2 separate regions of the Gossypium hirsutum genome follow, and region 2 is linked to region 1. The links are chromatin contacts, called in public Hi-C maps. All regions are on one chromosome and are shown on one strand. The core of a region is the stretch at or near the end of the contact, and the rest is flanking DNA. Distances in the headings are between cores, read along the strand shown. Region 1 has its middle 9.8 kb from the start of LOC107946529. Region 2 has its middle 8.7 kb from the start of LOC121224229.

Region 1 (6,038 bases), core at 2,900-5,399:
ACATAGTAATGCAACGGAAAAGTGATATTTCAAAAACTTTACCATGTTAAAACCTCAGCAAAATTGTGATGACTAATTTATTTAATTTTTATTTTGGACTCAATTATTTAATTACATCCAACTAAATAAAAACCCAAAGAAATTAAATTAATTTCTAAGCCATCTCTTGTTCCTTGTGAGAAAATACATTTATTGCGGATAGTAATCTTATGAGAAAACAATCTTACTTGATTGAATCTCTTTTCCAATGATAAATATGAAATTGGCTGCACAAAGTCCTCAAAAAATTAAGTAAAATAGAAAAATATTTTGAACAAACATGCTAACAAATAAGACAAATTATATGCTTAGCACAATGATAGCCGAAGTGAACAAGTGACCACTTCCATTGACACATAAATAACTATTTCAAAAACTTTTTCCTACTACACTATAGATCTATTGTTCATGTTTAGCCTTTGTTAATGCAAGGTCTATGATGTTATGACACAATATAAATAAATATGAAGAAAAAAGATCTCTTTGAGGATAAATGAGTCATTGTTTGATCACCATTAACAAACACTTGAAAGCTTACGAGATACAAGTCATGATTAAACTAATCTATTTAGGAGAGAACCTTGTTGCTTCCACGACTATTTGTAAGAATCTCTAACTTAATTTGTCATATGCCATATTCATGACATGTTTAATGTTGTTAGAATTCCTTCTGTTTTTGGTCTTGTTTTGTATGGTTTGAATACTTTTAAACTTAAGAGATAGGAGAAGAATTTGTAGATTTTGAAATCCAAATCCTAAAATAATTGAAGGCTACTTAGAAAAAACCGTATGAACAATTGAACTACTGTCGAGTTTTGAAGGGTTTACAAAGCTTGCTTTTCAACATGGTGACAAGTTGTGGCTTGAGAAAGAAAAGCATATTCCCTATTATATGCATAAAGGGGGGGGGGGGAATACAAGATAAAGAAAGCAATGGACCCCTTATCGAGCTAATTTCGACAATAACAATTTAGCAGTTGTTTTATAATCAACATTAGTTTATACATCTCTTTTTCAAAGAAGATTTGAATCTCCTATTAAAAAAACCCTCAAAATATTTCAATTAAAATTATAATATGTTATAAGGGACAAATTAACGAGATCTTGGCGATCTATGTTTCCCATTCTTTATTTATTTTGCAAATATATTGATTTAAAAAGAAAGAAATATCTCGAAACCACATATCAGCTGATAGTCAATTCAATTGTATTAGGTCTTGAGGAAATATTTTTTATTTCTCTTATTTTGCATCATATAATATACTTCTCATTCAATTTAAAAATCATAATATTTGTCATCAAAATGAATTTCTAAAAAAAAAATACTATTGAGAATATTAGTTTTTTTGTTATCATATATTTTTTATTTTTAGAAATGAATCAAGTTTTTTTATAAATTCTTACCGTCTATAACCTTTCAAAGAAGGCAATACCGATTTAACAATGCTTAAACTCATACATTTTCGTTGTTCCAACAACAATAATGCCAATTGAGATCGACAGTATTTACAAATATTTATCATGCCTACTTCTATAAATAAATAGTTTTTTTTATAACTTTTTACTATTACAAATCATTACAATTACAAATAAAATATGATCGATCATAAAATAGAATTAAACTAAAACAAAGCATGGTGGATAAAAAATTAGAAAGAATCGAACAAAATTCATCGATGAAAAACATATATATTGGATTTGGAGATCCACACATCGAAAACGCACATAATAAAACTTAAACTTTGATACTAACCAACAATGTAAATTCTTCATTTAACATCTATGTACATAGTTAATGTTATATTCAGCTTTATTTATTTGTTATTTAAAATTAATATAAAGATTACAATTACTCTTATTTACTTTCGAATAATACATGTTTATTTTGAAATAAATGAAATTGCCCTTCACTATAATCATCTCCTAAATATTTATTTCCATTCAAAGTTATTAAATCTAACCACACCTATCGGAAAAGTAAGGTTCATGAAGAAAATGAGGGAAAAAATAATGAAGTTACAAGGGACGTGTCTTTGAATGCTTGCAGAAATGAAACAAATACAACGTCATTCTCTTCCTTCCCAACGCTTCTCATTTTATTTTCTATAAACTATACCATTAGTCACTAAATTATATGAAAGCTTTTGTTTTGGTTACTTAACTAAAATAATTAAATTTAATCATTAAATTATTCAAAAGTTTGAGCTGTTACAATCGATACTGTATGATTTTCTGTTCCCCCTTCTCTTCTATAGTACAATTTCTTTCACAAAATAACTTTGGATGTCTTGGATGTACGAATTAAAATTCAAAAAACTTTTTTCTTTGGTCTCCAGCATTGACCATTAGATCCATCATACCAATCGCTAAACAGTCGCTTGGAGTTCAAGATCAATGGTGGGACGTTTAAAAAAAAACCCAATGATTTAAATACAAACTTTTGAATAGTTCAGTAACTTAAATGAAAACTTTTGAATAATTCAATGACCAAATTGTAATTTTTTTAATTAAGTGACCAAAACAAAAATTTACTCATAGTTTAGTGATTAATGGCGTAATTTACCCTTTTGAATATTATACGTTGAAATAAATTAAAGAGTATTATTTTATCTACATAGCTAAAATTATCCTGGGTACATTTTTAATTCTCCAATACTTAGAATTAATTTGACTCCATATATAATGATATAGACAAAAATCAATCTAATATAAATCCTCATTTACCCATTATAGCTAGAATCATGGGTCAGATTTTGAATCCAAAATCGATTTGTTTATTTACTGTTGATACTTATTTTATTATAACTTTATAAGTATAAAATAAATTTGTGATGCTCTAAAAAAATTATTAAATTAATGAAACATAAATTGGAGAAATCTAATATAAAATTGAAGCAAACCTACCTATAATAAAACATGAACATGAGATTCTCTTCTACATACATCTACACTTTTTCTTAAATTAAAATTAAATAAAGGTATTTATTAATATAAATCATATTTTCTAACACACCTATCATATAGTGAAGTGGATAAATTGTTAAGGTAAAAACAGGAAAGAGATGGTTGCTTAATTTTCCATGAAACTTGACATGTGTTGAGTAAAATTTCCCTTTTTAAGTAATGTGAAATTTTAAGTTTTTACTTCATGGATTACAAGCAATAAATTGGATTGGAAATTGCAGTCCTTTTTCAGTTTTGGGTTTGACTTTTCCACGAGTGGTAGAGAAGGTTAACATTTTTACTCGAGAAAATATTTGATATTAAAGTTGAAAAGTGAATGTAAGGTTTAAATACATAAAAGAAATGAGATAAATGACAATATTTTAAGTTGATTTGTGAAATTAGAAAAATATTAACATTCTAACATATAATTATTCTATACACATCAAAAACTCAAATATATATATATTTTTACTCTTTACCAACGATTTAATAATTATTCTATAACTATTTAAAGAGTAAAAATATATAAAGTTGTTGAGTTTTTATTTGTGTGCGAGGATCTCGTCAAGTTAAATATTGTGAATGGTAAAATTTGTCCACTGAAAACCAATATCTGGCCTTCTATAAATAACAATATTTGTCTCTCAAATATTCTACACAAGATGTTCTAAAACCCTCAACCACAGGTGTATGAGATCCCCACTCCTCGAGGATCACAGGCAAAACCCTATTACATCATAGTCAAGTCATTGAGTTTACTATGACAAAATGCTCGAATCAAGATTTGAATCACACAAAAATTCTCAGATTCTAAAGTAAGTAAAGCTGGTGGTTTAGATGCGTAGATTGGAAAAGGACCTGGTAACCCTACTCACCAATGAACTTTGAATCTCAAATACCTAACCATGATGCCACTCTATTTATTTAATCCAATCTAATTTCGATTTGTCAGCTTTAGCAGCCATTTGCCCTTTCTTGGTGACCTTCCATTCCATTAGTTAGAGGCTGAATAATTTGTATAGATTTGGGATGAATATTTTGATGGCATTGGTGGCTTTAATGGCAGTATCGTATGTTTTGTTGATCAGCTGGCTTAATTGTGTTGCTATGCCCACTAAAGTCACTTTTAATATCTGAGAATGTGGAGGAAAGGTGATGAGGCGACATGGATGACTTTGGGCTTTGTTAAGCAGGCCGGTCTGTTTTCTTGGAAAACCACATGCAATAGATTTCTTAGGAGTAGGATTTGAAGGATTTTATTGACTTGGAAAATTTATCAAATAATATTTAAAAACCATAAAATAAGACTGGAAGGGCGTGTGAAGCAAAGCATGCCATCTCATTTGGTCCAAACCCAAAGCCTCGTTAAAATGAGAAACCCCATCCATTTATTTAACATGAGGTTGGTAATATAAATCAACTTTATCCTTAGTTTTACAAGTTTAACTAACTACAATTTTAGAACTTCATATATAAATTATCCAAACTGTTTTAGTATCATTTTTAACAATGAGATCTTTTTTTAGATAAATTTCATAATTGGTATATGTACATAAATATAATAAAAAATAACAGATATAAAAGGTATTCATCTTTTCATACCTTATTTCAATTTTATATATTTTTAATAAAATAATGTACATGAATTTTTATTTAGAACCATAAATTTTATATTCTTTGAGACGGAGGTGTTTAGCTTCATTTATGATTTTTATTATTCAAAGGAGTTTTATATTTATTTATTAGATATATATTGTAAAGGAGTTTAATACACTTTGGACGTGGGCTTTTCTTTCCAAAGTTGAATCATTCAACTTTTTTATTTCTTTATTATTCCTATTACTAGGTACCACATATTCACAAGTGTGATAGAAAATTGTTTAGTTACTGTTGTTGCTAGTCATAAATTGATTAAATACGACTTAAAATAATTTACCAAAAATATATTATGCCATCTTTAATTGGGTCATCAACTCATTAATGAAATTGAAGAAATATAACATAAGCACTTTACTAAGCCAACTCATTCATGAAATTAAAGAAATACCTATTCTTTTAAATTATAATTAATATTATTATGATGACACATTTGTCTTTCCATACTTTTATATCATTTTTAAACAAAAGATTTACAAATTACAAATTCAAGAATCGAACATGTGTTTAATAGTATTATAATAAAAGTTTATTACCACTTCACCTATATTCATTATTAAATAAATTCAAAAGAAATATTTTTTGTATGGAAAACATTCTGACTGTATTAAACAAACATGATCGAAAATTGACAATTCTATCAATTTCAAGAACAAGTGGTAGATCTTCAAGAATGTCTTCAAACACTTGCATATTTGTACTTCTTGTCGTGGCCATCTTTGCCATACAATCTGCGACTTAGTTCCTCTCCCTGGGAATGTGCCTTATCTCTAATGTTGTATATCTTGTAATCTTATATGTATCCTTCGTAACAAAGCTCAAGAAGAAACTGCCAAATGAATATCTTGAATGACTTTGACTACTTCTAGATTGTCTGTGTGGATCACAACCTTGTGATATTCCTTCCCTTAGGTGAGGGCCAAACTATCTAGAATGTCCTATAGTTCAGCATAAAAAGCGGAACAAACCCCCAAATATCAATTAAATCCAAGAATCGACCCCCACACTCATCTTAACAATTTCATCAATGTATAGTTGAATCCAGTTACTTATCATGGAAAAATCATAAGCAATTTCAATATGTTCTGTCGAATTACCTGTGTGAGCTAAGAAATATTGTTTTCCCCGACTCACAGAAGACTTAATAGTTTCAATGGAGTTCTAAGTTTTTCCTTGCAAGATAAAAAGGTTTTTATTCTTCCATATGCACTAAGCGATTATACCAAAAAGACTTGCCCAAAAACTACACACATCTGGTAACTAGATCAAGCAAAATAAATTCATCTCCATCCACTCCATTAGATCCCCTGCAAAAAGAAATGCTTCGTAGTTCCACTGGTACGAGATGACACCACACTTCGCTAGTTGCCGGACAATCCTTAAGGACATGAATTCAG
Region 2 (6,170 bases), core at 1,705-4,204, 58 kb before region 1:
TTTAATTAAAACCGGGCCGGGTCGGGCCGAGCTCGGGTTCTATATTTTTCCCCGGGCCGGGCCTAAACAAAATCTCAGGCCCATATTTCGGGCCAGGCCGAGCCCGGGCCTAGGAAGCGAGCTGAAAATTTTTTTGGGCCCGGCCCGGCCCATGGACACCTCTAGTTCTGCCTAATTTTTTTTTAAATCAGACTGGTGGTCGAATATGTCAAGTCATTGATTCATCGATCTAATCAGTCTAACTAGTTTGATTTAAAAATTATTAAAAATTAAAAAAATCTTATTCAATCGATTCGTATCGGTTCTTGGTTAAATCAATTCAAAGCCACTCTCCAGACTAATAACTTGGTTGGTTCCCGGTCCAATCAGCCGATCTAGTCTAGTTCAAACAACACTAATTCTACCCCATTACTCTAATAAGTGTTCGTAGTTTAGCATTATTTTTTAATATTTTTTTAAAGTTTGATTTAAAATTTAGTTGATTAGTATTGAGTTCAAAAAAATGATTTTGAGAAGATAAAATTTTCATTTTATACATAATATTGTAAAGTAAAAAAAGACCAAATTTTATTACTAGTTCATGTACTATATGTAAGTTACGGGCTTAATTCTTATGTTCTAATTTAATTAGTTTTAGTATTTTTATACTTTTCAAATTTTAAAATTTTTGATTTGACCTAAACACGAGCAATTAAACCCATTAGGTCAAATATGTCATTAAACATGTGGTATTATGTGTGCTACATAAAATTTTGAAAATAACACGATTTAATTTATTGGATTTAACATCTATCATTTGTGTTAGAACTAAAATTTTAAAACTTGAAAAGTACATAATCTAAAAATGACCAAAACTTAGAGTACAAAGATTAATAGCAAATTTTCGTCAAGTAAAAAATATACATTTACTAGTTTGTATACCGATGCTATGCAGGGATTAATTGTATTTATAAATTAAAATATATTAGATAAATAGCTATGTCTATTTTAAATTATAATAAATAAATTAAAATATATTAAAAAATTGTATACAGATTATTACAGAAAGTTAGTTTTATAAAATTGTTTGTGTAAAAATAAAATTAGAAATATTTTAAATAAAGTTGACAATAATTAATAAATAGTACTAATTAAAAATAAATACTAAAAAAATCATGAACTTATGAATTACTTTTAGTATTAATGGACTGAATATGTAATTTTATAAAAAAACATTATTTTTACATGAATTTAATTAAAAGCGATGAATAGGGATGCATTTGTAAAACAAACCAAAATTTGTCTATACTATATATATAACCATAATTTTTTGGCATATTTTTAAATAATACTAAAACACTTGTCTAAAAAATATTTCTTTTTCAAGTAAAAAATTAAAGGGTAAACTACACCCATGGTCACTTTTGTTTACCTTAGGTTACGTTTTAGTCATTTACGTTATCATGTTGTAACATTTTAGTCACTGAGCCATTAATCGTTGTTAATGGTGTAACGGTAAGCTGACGTGGCACGTTAAATCATCATTTCAAACAAAATTTTAGGTTAAATTATACAATTGATCCCCATATTTTTTCGTTTTAAGTAATTTAATTTTTTTTCTTTTATGTTCTTTAAACTTTCCTCTTTTTTTCCATTCTCTTTTGTTTCTCCCTCTGTTTTCTTACCTTTTCCATTTCTTTTAACATATTAGGAAGTCGAATTGGCAATGAAAAAAGTAGGAAGTCGACTGTCATCATTTGCCTATAACCAAAACCCATAAACCCATACCATGCTTCTTTTTTCACTACCAATTCGACTTCCTGGTATGTTAAAAGAAATAAAGAAGGTAGAAAAACAGAGGGAGAAGTAGAAGAGAATGAAAAAAAAAGAGAAAGAAAGTTAAAAGAACATAAAAGAATTAAATTGCTCAAAACGAAAAATTATGGGGACCAATGTATAATTTAACCTAAAGTTTTTGTTTGAAATGATGATTTAACGTGCCACGTCAGCTTACCATTACACCATTAACGACAATTAACGGCTTAGTGACTAAAATGTTACAACACGATAACATAAGTACTAAAATGTAACATTTCAAACATAAGTGTCTGAAATGTAACCTAAGGTAAACAAAAGTGATCATGGGTGTAATTTACCCAAAATTAAAATATCCTCAAATAACATAACTTGTTTTAAATATGGAGGGTCATTTTTTGTAATTTCCTAATTAAGTTGGACTTGTGACGACATCAACTCAATTAGGGATTTCATTAATAGTACAGATTATTAAACAACAAATCGGTTGAATTGGTAATCGGATCAATTGGACTGGTCAAACCGAGAACTGATGATATGATCGGTTGGACCATCGATCCGATTTTGAAAATATTGTTTTAAGGGTAACACTGCCGTCAACTGCTTTCTTGTTGCTACTGGTCAGCCACCATTTCAATCCGTAACAACCTTCCTCCGCCTTCAAGAGCCAATCAAGAGTACCCAAGATAAAAGTTAGAGATGAAAAGACGAAACCAAAAAATAAAATCTGAAGAAAAATGAGAGATGAAAAGTTTAGGCGGCAAGGAAATTAGGGAAAATAAAAAAAGAGAACAAGTGGAAGGAAGTAGGCTTTGTTTTCGGCCATGGGCCTAACCATATTGGTCCTTAACAGTAATTTATAAATTAAAAGATTGGTCCAAGTTATATTTTAAGTTAGTGTTTTTTTACTAAAGTGCTTTTTTTTAAATAATTTATTATTTTATATTATTAAACAGTAAATTGATTAAACTGATTGAATCGGTCAAATAAAAAATTGATGATCTAAATGGTTCGACCACTAATCCGGTTCTAAAAACATTGTATATGAAAAGAAGTGAGGAAAAAGTAGGGAAAAATGGTTGGCCAGCGTTGATCAGAAGCAGATTCGGGCCACCATTAGTAGTCCTAAGTTCAGTCCACAATTGCACGGGGCCATTTTTGTTTCTTCTATTTTGGATCTTTTAGCCCAAAATTCCATTGGGTAACGTTGCTATTCATTTAAGTATATTGTAAGTAATTGCTTTCAAAAAAGGGTATATTGTAAGTACACCCTTAAAAAAAGTATACAGGGTATACGAATTCTTCTAATTCCAAGAGTTTAGGACCAACCATTTTTTTTCGATTTTTGAATAAAAACCAATTTTAAAGGAGATCAAAATAGCTCTTAAACAGTGAAAAAATGGAACCATTGAAGCATTTAATGGGATATGTTAAAACCTTTTTTTGGGGGGGGGGGATTAAATTCTAAGAGAGAAAGAGGATTGATTTTTGGGACAGTAAAATGAAAAAGAAAAATTAGCTCTTGGAAAGAGGATTAATTCTCTACTATACAAATGGTTATAATTTTAGGTTGAAGGGTTTGACCGCGCAAAATTTTTTTTTTTTGTAAAATAAAGAAGATGAATACAATTAGTTGTAATAAAATGATAGGCCTCAGGCTTCATGGTTAAGTAGCTTAAATATTCAGCAACTTAAGATGAAAATCACATTAGAATATATATTAAATAGAGTAAAAGTTCAACAATAATGGTAGTAGCCCAATTGGTTCCCAATTGACCTAGGTTTGAATCTTTTTTTTTTTTTTTAATTTCATAATTTTGCCAAAGACACTCCAAAATATATCTATATAATTAAGTGTCAAAATTTAATAAGAAATGGGAAATACCCTAATGGTTAAGGCCCCCCTTAAATGACCAAGGTTTGAGCCGCTTCCTCCTCCCTTTTAATTTTAATTTCAAATTTCGGCAAAAACTTAGGAAAATTGTAGGTGAAGCCCCTAGGAATTGGCCCAATTCTTTCCTAATTAGGATTCATAACTTACCCTTCCTCAAAATCCCAATAGAATTAGAATTCTACCATCTTTTTATCTTCTTTTCCTAATTAGAATTTCAATTTGCCCCTTTAGAAATCTTGATAGAATTTGCCTTCCATTTTTCTATTTATTCTCTATTTGTTTTCTTTCCATTTTATTTACACCATTTTTTATCCTAATTGTTAATAATTATTTTTGCTTTCGATATCAAATCAATCCCTAATAAATTGATTCTCTATAGATTGTTGAATTTATCGTTAATAGCCTATGTAATTCCATCAAGTTCGTTAAATGCATCTCGATCTTAAGTGTAGGACCCAAATTTCATAGCATTTCTATCCGATATTGATCTTTCAAATCAATTAGTCGATCTTTCGCAATTCTTGACGAATCTTTCATTAATATCGTTGAATCTTGATAAATCTTAAAAAACAAACCCTAACCCGTGTACAAATATCGTTTGAAGGACCCGTTACAAATGCATCGGACCAGATTTGAACGTGAGGGACATCGCTCGGAATCTCGGTGACAGATGTTGATACATGCACAAATGGGGTGAAATTTATTAGATTCCAACCATCAAAACTGCCAATATTCAGGCTTGGGAAATCAGTAGACTTGTGACGACTTTTTGGAAGGATTCTGGCATATTTGGGTTGATATGTCTCATGTCATTTGAAGATCTATCTCTTAGCTTTGAAACGCATTTTGAATCACTCGATTTTGAGTTCGGGAGCTCAAGTTATGACCGTTTTAATGAAGACTGCGCAAGCAGAATTTCTGAATGGGATTATTACGGGAATTACGAATTTTGGGCTTTTAATTCGAGTTTAAATCATATTGGGTTCGGGTTTTAGACTTAATTTTTATTATATATGAGCCCAATATTATATTTGTCAGATCTTATTATTTTATTCTGAATTTTTGATAATTATTAAGTATTTTAAGTTATTTAGGAGTTTTATGTTAACAAGAAAATTTAGTTTAAAATTACTTCTTGTTTAGGTTAAATTAGAGTTCTAGTATACTTAAGAGTTTTATTTAGATTTATTTAGCTAGCCTATATATAGGCCTTTGCATTGTACACAATTCATTCAATTCATTATTATTCTATTTGTAACACCCCTTACCCGTATTCGACACCGAAATAGGGGACGAGGCATTACCGGAGTTTGCTAATTAATTTTCAGACATTTCATTTTTTTATCTAACATTCATATTTATAACCAATCAAAATCAAAACATTAGTGACCTAACGTTAACCAATTTAACTTATACACGCCATTATAACCATAATCAAATCATCCAACAAGCTTCCGATAATCATTTCAAAGCATCTAATAATTATACATATTACCAATAATAATTCGGTTCCAATATAAAACACACATATATATAATATTCGTTACCAAATAGCATTCACTTAATTGAAATTAAACAAAATGTAGTTCATACAAACTTACCTGGCTAAATTGCAGAAATACCAAAATTCAGGGACATTTTGGAAATTTTCTATTTTTCTCGAATTTCCACCCAATCTTGATCTAAATTAATATTCCATTTAATTTACTAATTTAAATAATAAAACAATTCATTTCATACAATTTGGTCACTTTTTGATATTTTTACAAATTTACCCTTAAAATTTCACATTTGTTCAATTTAGTCCCTGAAACATATAAATTGGTCATTTTTAATGAAAACTCATGCTAGTTGAATAATCATATATTTTCCTCCTCCTCCTCTCCATTCCACATCCTTAATGTACATAACATGCTTATAGGTAACATTATCTATAATTTCACCATTTGCTTATATATATTCATTCAAAGCTGTCAACTTGAGTCGAAGTCACTAAATTATTTATATCTTGAGATACAGAACTCCAAATTAAGATCTGTAAATTTTATCTGAAACTAGACTCACATATGTTCTTACCAAAAAATTTTCAGAATTTTTGGTTTAGCCAATAAGTACAGTTTATTCTTTAAATTCATCATTATTCTGCTGTCTAACAGTTCCGACCCTTCTTCACTAAAAATTAATTATCTCCTCGTACAGAATTATAATGATGTTTCCGTTTGTTTCTATTGAAAATAGACTCATTAAGGATTTAAAAATATAAATTTAAGCCTCTAATTATTTTTCTCAAATTTTTGATGATTTTCCAAAGTCAGTACAGGGGAACCCAAAATCATTCTGACCTTATCTCACAAAACCTACTATATCTCATAATTTACAATTCCATTGCTTACAATGTTTCTTCTATGAGAAACTAGACCCAATAAGATTTAATTTCATATTTTTTTCATCCTCTAATTCAATTTATACGATTTTTGGTAGA

The links. A called contact is a pair of places that touch in the nucleus more often than the background predicts.
Region 2: a Hi-C map of leaf shows a contact between it and region 1, with 4 times the contacts expected there. The contact joins two enhancer-like sites. A contact is called at or near these places in 5 of 34 Hi-C or Micro-C datasets (cotyledon, hypocotyl, leaf and 1 more).

The regions. Positions count from the first base shown.
Region 1 is chrD12:52,987,677-52,993,714 of Gossypium_hirsutum_v2.1, reverse strand. No RefSeq gene overlaps it. Among protein-coding and RNA genes, the nearest start is that of LOC107946529, 9.8 kb to the left of the region's middle. Within about 2 kb of position 4,149, at least 3 of the 9 cell types and tissues checked have an H3K27ac peak or open chromatin away from gene starts, as enhancers often do. A contact at or near this core is called in leaf, where this site is marked.
Region 2 is chrD12:53,044,840-53,051,009 of Gossypium_hirsutum_v2.1, reverse strand. No RefSeq gene overlaps it. Among protein-coding and RNA genes, the nearest start is that of LOC121224229, 8.7 kb to the left of the region's middle. Within about 2 kb of position 2,954, at least 2 of the 9 cell types and tissues checked have an H3K27ac peak or open chromatin away from gene starts, as enhancers often do. A contact at or near this core is called in leaf, where this site is marked.